Regions from separate parts of the Sus scrofa genome. Here all the other regions are linked to region 1. A link is a contact called in public HiChIP or PLAC-seq data. All regions are on one chromosome and are shown on one strand. The core of a region is the stretch at or near the end of the contact, and the rest is flanking DNA. Distances in the headings are between cores, read along the strand shown.

Evidence for each region. HiChIP or PLAC-seq counts read pairs in DNA pulled down with a chosen protein or histone mark.
Region 2: a contact with region 1 is called in an H3K27ac HiChIP or PLAC-seq map of alveolar macrophages. The contact joins two enhancer-like sites. A contact is called at or near these places in 3 of 47 Hi-C or Micro-C datasets (brain, heart right ventricle and liver) and 2 of 2 datasets of contacts at active chromatin or transcription factors (alveolar macrophages and skeletal muscle).
Region 3: an H3K27ac HiChIP or PLAC-seq map of alveolar macrophages shows a contact between it and region 1. The contact joins two enhancer-like sites. A contact is called at or near these places in 2 of 2 datasets of contacts at active chromatin or transcription factors (alveolar macrophages and skeletal muscle).

What each region holds. Positions count from the first base shown.
Region 1 is chr1:21,516,584-21,519,292 of Sscrofa11.1, forward strand. The region is part of intron 2 of PHACTR2 (phosphatase and actin regulator 2); the gene reads right to left. Among named protein-coding and RNA genes, the nearest start is that of LTV1, 88 kb to the left of the region's middle. Within about 2 kb of position 1,373, at least 6 of the 83 cell types and tissues checked have an H3K27ac peak or open chromatin away from gene starts, as enhancers often do. A contact at or near this core is called in alveolar macrophages, where this site is marked.
Region 2 is chr1:21,678,894-21,681,602 of Sscrofa11.1, forward strand. All of the region lies in intron 1 of PHACTR2 (phosphatase and actin regulator 2), which reads right to left. Among named protein-coding and RNA genes, the nearest start is that of PHACTR2, 43 kb to the right of the region's middle. Within about 2 kb of position 1,313, at least 4 of the 83 cell types and tissues checked have an H3K27ac peak or open chromatin away from gene starts, as enhancers often do. A contact at or near this core is called in alveolar macrophages, where this site is marked.
Region 3 is chr1:21,657,860-21,660,568 of Sscrofa11.1, forward strand. The region is part of intron 1 of PHACTR2 (phosphatase and actin regulator 2); the gene reads right to left. Among named protein-coding and RNA genes, the nearest start is that of PHACTR2, 64 kb to the right of the region's middle. Within about 2 kb of position 1,387, at least 2 of the 83 cell types and tissues checked have an H3K27ac peak or open chromatin away from gene starts, as enhancers often do. A contact at or near this core is called in alveolar macrophages, where this site is marked.

The DNA.
Region 1 (2,709 bases), core at 123-2,622:
GGTAGCACCTGCGGCTTATGGAAGTGCCTGCGCCAGGCGTCGAATTGGAGCTGTAGCTCCCAGCCTACACCACAGCCACAGCCACATTGGACCCGAGCTGTATCTATGGCCTAAGCCGCAGCTTGTGGCAATGCTGGATCCTTAACCCACTGAGTGAGGGCAGGGATTGAACCCGCATCTCACAGAGACAATGTTGGGTCTTTAACCTGCTTTAACCCACAGCAAGAATTCCAATTGGAAAATGTTGTGATACACACACACACACACACACACACACACACATATACTTTTTCAGATTCTTTTCCCAAAGGTTATTACCAGATATTGAATATAGTTCCCTACGCTACAAAGTAGATCCTTGTTTTTTATCTGTTTCGTACACAGTAGTCTATATCTGCTAATCCCAAACTCCTAATCTGTCCCTCTCCCGCTTCCTTCCCCTTTGGTAACCGTACGTTTGTTTTCTAACTAGAACACTTTTCAATAACTTCTCTGTGCCTCAGCTTCCTCATCTACAAAACGAGATAATAGCTGCTACCTTCTCATTCTTCTAGAGATTAAATGAGTTAAGTAAATGTTAGACTAGCACCCAGGATCTAGAAAGCACTGAATAAATGTTAGCTCTTACTATTATTGCTGCTATAGCACTTACTACATTTTTCATTGCAACATGTGCACAGAGTCGCACATTCACGTCTCTAGTCTAAGACCAAGGAGGGGTGTCTTGTGCATCATTTCATTTCCATCATACCAAGAATGATACTTTGCACAGAGTAGATATTGTGCATTTCAGTCTTTTTTTTTTTTTTTTTTTTCAGGGAGTGTCCAAGTTGTAGCAACAAGATCCAGGCCCAAGAATTCTGGTGAACAACAGGAAAAGAAGGTGTCTTTTTCTTCTGGATCTGTTAAAACTAGCTGAATAGGAGCCATGGGATGCTGGTAATCAGTCACTTTGCCTCCATAAAAGGAGAGCCTAAGTCTCCCCAAAAAATCAGACAAACAGATAAAAACCCACCAGAAACCAACAGAGGAATACAGACTCAAAAGAAGGAGGCAGGTTCCTAATCTTAGCTTCTAAGGACCTGGATCCAACCATGCCTGAAGGCTGTCAGACCTGGACTTTCAGTTAGTGAACCAATAAGTTCCTTGTTTGCTTAGGACTATTATTATTCATCAGCAGTGAAAAGCTCTAATCAAAAAGATGTGAAAGAGGTGTTTTTTAATGCTGAATTTTCTTCCAGCAGAGGCCAAAGATTCTCTAGGTTTTCAAGGTAGAAAGATGAAAGAAAAACTACACAGACCCTCCTTTTCCCCTCTCATGAGCTTGAAACTTGACCAGGCCTTAAGAAAGAGGAAGATGAGTAGGTCTGTTCCTTCTCTTGGGAAATCAATGACACAACTTCCTCCAAAGACCTGAGAGTAATCATCCATTTATTTGGTGCTTAGATAGCATTTTTATATTTATTTTCTCATCGGTCCTCCCAATATTCCTGAAAGACAGGCTAATCAATTATTTCCATTTCCCTCAAATAGATAAGGATACCGAGACTGAAAGAGGCCAAACATACTTTCCAGTTGCCTACTCACAATGTGACTGAACCCAAATATATCTAACCAAAAGCCTACCACTTGCATCCTCTAATGTGAGCTGATAATGACAAAAATTTCAACCTCCTCAGGAGAGCCACAACAGTTTCCAATTTTCCTTCAAGATGTGAGACAGAAGAAACCTTTTTAAAGTTAATTTTCTTTTCTATTTTTTTCTTTTTGTCTTTTTAGGACCGCACCCACGGCATATGGAGATTCCCAGGCTAGGGGTCGAATGGAGCTGCAGCTGCCGGCCTACACCACAGCCACAGCAACACAGGATCCTTAACCCACTGAGCAAGGCCACACCCTCACGGGTTCTAGTCGGTTTCATTACCACTGAGCCACGATGGTAACTCCCTAAAGTTAATTTTAAATGGGCAATTTTTTAGATGGTGATACATTCTCAGAGCTTATAAAAGGATACAGTAGAAAAATCTCACTTCCTCCCTGCCCCCTTCTTCAAACCGAACCTCACTCTTACTCCACAAGAAAACAACCACTTTTATTAGCATCTTGTGTATGTATCCTCCCAGGCTTTCTTAGGCCAATTCAAACATTCATTTTAATTTTTCCCTTTTTCATTTTTCACAAACTGTTCAGCGTCATTCTTTTTCAGGGGCCAATGTACGTAATACATTGTATGTAATACTTTTAAAACTGCAGGTGACAGAGGGGACAGGAAAAGCTGAGGGGGGAGGGGAGAAGAGGTGATGGCCTTTGTCTTCTGCAAGCAGCAGCAACAGCTGATATCACTGCTTTTTTTGGGGGGGGGAGCTGGAAACTGCCATGGTAAATCCATCCAAGGGGACCCGTGGGTTTTATTCCCAAGGGACAAAGGTTCAGTACTAGAACAATGAGCAAGTCCCCGATCCCAGATGGGCCAGGAAGTACAAGTAATCTCAGGAGAGTAATTAGAGGCCAGGGTTTGTGAGCTACGTGAAACACTGCTTGTCCTTCCTTCTTCCAGGCTGACTCGTAAACTCATGAGAGACTCAAATGCACTAGACAGGTGCTCTGGGCTTCATCCCCTTTAATGAAGAGTTTGTGTGTTTCCATTTCCTGTTTCTTCACATTCGAAGAGAGTCAACCCCAAAAAGGGTGAGACCATGAAAGGCACAT
Region 2 (2,709 bases), core at 63-2,562, 160 kb after region 1:
GCTCACAGCAACCCCGGATCCTTAACCCACTGAGCAAGGCCAGGGATCGAACCCGCAACCTCATGATTCCTAGTCAGATTCGTTAACCACTCAGCCAAAACGGGAACTCCTTGATGCTACTTATATAGGTGTTTCATGGCTCTCCCTGCATCTCTCTTCTCTCATTTTTTCCCTGTTAGATGATTGCTGAATTAAACTCTTTAAAACAAGACTTTCAGAATATCTTGTCAGACCTTCTCAGCTGCTCCCCACTGATAAGAGATTGTAGCACAAAGTCTCCTGGGTTCAGGGTCTTGCCTCGTAGGGTTTCAATAGATCACTTTTTCTGCATCTGTCATTCCCTTAACCTGTGATTTCAGGTTTCAAACTGAAAACTCATCTGCACCGCTCTCATCTCAAGGCCTCTGCCCGTCCCATTTCTTCTGGCTGGGGTTTTTCCCACACTTTTTAAACATAAAAATCGTATATAACCATTAACGGTTAACATATGAACATTAAAATCTTCCCTTCTTCCAAAGCCCTTCCTAACTCCTTGAACCCCTAGAATCCCTTCTCATTTTGATACTGTTTATGATCATAATTTAATTTCCATACATATGTAATATTTTATTTTAAAAGGCTGGGGCCCTGGCTGTGAGTTCCTAGGGGCAGGAACCAGAGCAACTGTCTACCTTTTCATATCTTCCACATTTCCTAACAAGATTTGGCACAAAAGCAAAAATAAAATGATTGAAGGATTGATTCTTTTTTACCAGAAGATCCACCATAACAAAATTACTGGTAGATTTAAAAATACGACTTTGAAAATAAGAAATTATTATTTTATTGAGCTTCTCAAAGAAAAAGCTTACCTAATTACAAATTTTAACCACAAACTCTGAAATATGCATCTCATGAAAATTAAAGGGTATAAAAACATAATCTGATATGGAAGTATTTGTTTGTGTATTTGTATAAGTGTGCATATGTGTTATTTTAAGTAGAGTTTATCTACAATATAAGCTGTGCCATAGAAAATCTGTCCCTCTTCAAAGAATTTTAGGTTACTAACTATAAAATGAAGAAATATTACCTCTTTCAACTTATATTTTAAAACCAAAAAGCTAAATATTAGAAAATATACTTCTTACTTGAAACTGTTTAGGTAGTAATGAAAGTCAAACAATGTCAAGTCTGTTAAACACTTTTGTTTTCAAAACAGCTCTTTTTTGAATGAATGCAACTCACCAAACTTCCTTTTACAGGGATAGGAAACTACCACGTGACTTGTAAAATACGTAATCTAGAAAATGTGGAGATGGGAGAGCTTCCCGAGCCGGGTCATGAGAGCCATGTCATTCACACAGCAGCCTTGCTCACTAGTCACTCACTAGTCACTCCCTGGGTGCAAATAAGAGAATCGGGCATGAGTTGCAAGTCCTATCACAGGAAGGGTAATCTAATGTGAAGGCACCAAACTGGGAGATGCTTCATATTTCCAGCCACTGTAAAGAAAACCCTATGGATACACAGCTTATAACATCTATGTTAGCTGTGTTGAGCATCGATTTAAACGAGATTCAATTTAGCCAAGGGCATTGGCTTTCTCTGACATATCTCATTCCAGAAATGTGATTATGCCCTATTAGCTGAAAACAGGGACTCTTAAAAAGTTTCTAAAAACTTTTTAAACAATTGTTCACAGTCTGGACACAGATGCTTTTTTCTAAATTGAAAACAAATGCCCATTTAGAAAGACTTAATGTACTTAAGAATCAATTGTCTTCTGAAAACAATTTACCCCAAGAGGGACTGGATTTTTTTACTTTAATAAAACTGTCCAATAATGGTTTTAATAGATTGGAAGATAAATAAGCATTAAGCAGTTAAAAACAAAAAGTCATTCATCTAATATTGCTTCTCAAGGACGACAGTACTTTACAAGAGGAGAAAACTCAAAGAACACATTTACAGGTACCTCTGTCTTTAATAGAAGCTAGTAAGTGCAAATAACAAGTCTCTTGTTTAACATTTGCGGATTGGTATAACCACTCTGCCATCTAGTGGCCAAACTTCAAACAGCAACTAAGGAGAGTTTTGTTTTCTGTAAGCCCATGTTTCCGAATGCCATTTTGAAAGCAGTTAATTACCAAGAATATAAAGGATAGATTGTTAATATATGAATTATTCCATGACATTTTCAGGTATCTTAAAAAATTAAGATTTGGTACCTATAAAATATCATGCAAACTATATAGAACAATTTTTAAAACACAGGTAAAGATAGGACTAAGTTAACCAACTTATATTTTTAAGATTTTTTGTAAACAAGAAAGCTAAGCTATCTTATTGAACTGTGGCTAAGAATTATGACATTCATAGACTCTCCAAACAAAATGGGGGGAAATACTTGGCAGATATGAAGTCAAAAATAAAAATATGAAATTATATGCAAGAAAATAATTTATTGGTTGGAAATGTTTTCAGAGTTATTGATGATTATTTGTTTATTTGTCTGACTATAGGTCTAAATTATGTTCCCATGATATTTTGTTGTAATTAACTAGCCAAGTAAATATTGAGAAGTCTAATCTGACAGTCATGTCTAGCCATTCTGCATAGATTAAAAAAAAAAAAAAAAACTGGCCAAATTTCACAGGTCTCCATTAAAAGTGTTAATTTTTACATTTGGGAGAGGAGTTTGGGTTTTTTTAATTGACACCATTCTAT
Region 3 (2,709 bases), core at 137-2,636, 140 kb after region 1:
AAAGAAACATACTCCCAGGTTCCAAGATTAGGGTGTGGACCACTTTGGGGAAGGCCATCATTCAACCCACCATATCATCATCATCTTAACAAACTCTCATGAAGAAAGTCGTCTTAATAAAGGTTTTCTCCCCCTGGAAACTGTTCAAAGACAGCCATAGTCCCTCCTGCTGCCCTCCTAAGTGCATCTGAGGTCTTGGGTGTTGGGTCGAAAGCATGGTGGGTGGTGGGAGGGGTGTTGGAAAGGGTACCAGGAGTGGGATTTGAGCAGGTAGTGAATGAGTATTTAGTAAGAGAAGAAAGCAGAGGAATTATAAAGAAGAATGCCAATGTGACAGACTTGGGGGACTTCCAACAATCTAACTGCACATGGGCATTGAAAAAAACTGAGTCCAGGATGCCCCCTGAGGCTAACACTGTAACAGAACAGGACCCTGGGAGGCCATCCCAGATGGACCCACACTCATGGGCTCCACGTGCTGTTTTGTCTATAGAAAAACTTTAGTCAAAGAGACAATTTAATCAGAGAAGTGAGAAAATGCAGCAAAAAAGGAAAACAGTCAAGCATAATAGTTCAGCCATTCGACAAAGTCAAGGACCTTTAGTTCTTCTTCAAGGACTACGGATAATCACCTTGAGTAAAAGGAATCACCTTTAACCATTTGATGAAAATTCATGAGGACTTCACCACTTTCCTGGAAGCCTCGATTATGTTTCAGTACCACTGCTTAAGATGACAAAGCATGGCCACGGAGGTATTCTTGACCTCCACAGCACACCTTAAAGGAGGACTGGCCATCAGCTCAAAGTGCCATTAGGTCCTCTCATTTCTTGAGAGTGGTGGTGAGTAATTGTCTTTCTGGAAGTCATTCCTGTCCCTCTCCCGCAGTGGCTTTTCCCAAAATACGGATGACTGGGATCTTCAACAGTGTGGAGAGTGAGGACACCAAGGAGGGAAACACATGTCAAAAGTAGAAAAGAAAGGAGTTCTCTTTGTGGCTCAGCAGTTAACGAACCTGTCTAGGATCCATGAGGATGTGGGTTCAATATCTGGCCTCCCTCAGTGGATTAAGGATCTGGCATTGCTGTGAGCTGTGGTGTAGGTCGCAGACACGGTTTGGATCCCACGTTGCTGTGGCTGTGGCATAGGCCCACAGCTACAGCTCTGATTTGACCCCTAGACTGGGAACTTCCATGTGCCTTGGGTGTGGCCCTAAAAAGAAAAAAAAAAAAAGAGTAAGAAGAAAGATCCAGAGTATGGGGCAGACTGATGTGACCTGGACACAGACGCTGGGAGCAAAGGCTAGAAGGAGGCAGGATGGCGAGTAACTTGACAGCCATGGGACTTTTGGCACAGGATGCAGGGTGGAGCCAGAAAGGGTGTGGACCAGCCACGTGAGGTCACAGGACTTGTGGCCAGTGCTGCTGAGCCCTAGGAATAGCCTCATAGGTGGATACTGTGAGTCTCAGAGGGAGGTTTGCTATGTCTATAGTAAAACCATTCACTTGCTTAAAACCTACTACAGTATTATTCATTGCTGTCAAAGTTATTACCGATACTCTGATACAGACATAACTAAGACCGCCTTCTTGCTGGTGAAGCTCATGTACGTGGGATCCTCTATACCAAGAATAGCCCACCAAGAGGTAAACCTTCTGAGAAAGGATGACCAGCTTAGTTAGTCTCCATCATTCTGGAAAAATGAGACATGCAAGACTGAGAAGAAACCAAGAACAGAGTGACACACAGATCTGGCTGACCAGGGACAAGAAAAATACCTTGCATGGCCAGTTTTGCAAGACCGATGTTCTGGATTCAGTGCTCATTTGCACAGCACTATGAACTATCTATAATTCAGTTGAGAGAGTCAAATTAAATTACTTAGTAAATGTCATGATTAGTAAGCTCTCCTAATTTTACAGAATTTCCGCAAACTGGGCAGTTCTCAAATATGCCTTTATTCTTTAAAGGACTCTTTGCAGGGTCCCCAGGAGCCAGTGCTTTTATCAGAAATAGTTGGAACCTTGGGAAACGTGAAAGGAGTCTGAGAGGAACAAACCTTTGCTAAATGAGCCCACCTATAGCCCACCTCCTCAGAGGCAGGGAGGGGGTGGGGACGAGCTACAGAATTCATGTCAAAATAGTAACATCAGCATGCAGTGAATCACCAGTGTGTTTATCTTTGGATGGCTAAATTAAGTAGAACGTTCTGGCAACATTCTTTTTCTTTATTCTAACAGGATCCTTTCTCCCTTTTTAAAAACAACAACACAAGCTCTAGTCCTATCCGTGAAAGCCTAGTGCGGGGGCTCTGTTCCCCTGAACTTTGGATGAAGTTTGAAGCCTGTAATTTAAAATGTGAACAACAAAATAAAATACAGGGCGTGGAACTTTCAGTCCGTGCCAGTGTGTCAAGGCCTCCTGTGATGTCTGTTTCAAGCATATTGTGCTCAGCGAAAGTCTGAATTAAAAATATGTTAGCTCATCAGTCATTTGAGTCTGGAAACATTTAAATAATTAAGCTCCAAAGCCAGTCAGCCCCACAGAAAGCTCTGACCTGGGAGAATCTGGGCCCTGGGCACTGCACTTCAACAGATCAAAAAACTCCCCCAGCGCCAACCGTGGCGCAAAATCATCCATTTTAGTTTCACGCCGAATAAAGCTAGATTATTAGAAGCCTATCACCTACCCTCCTTCTTCTACCTAATT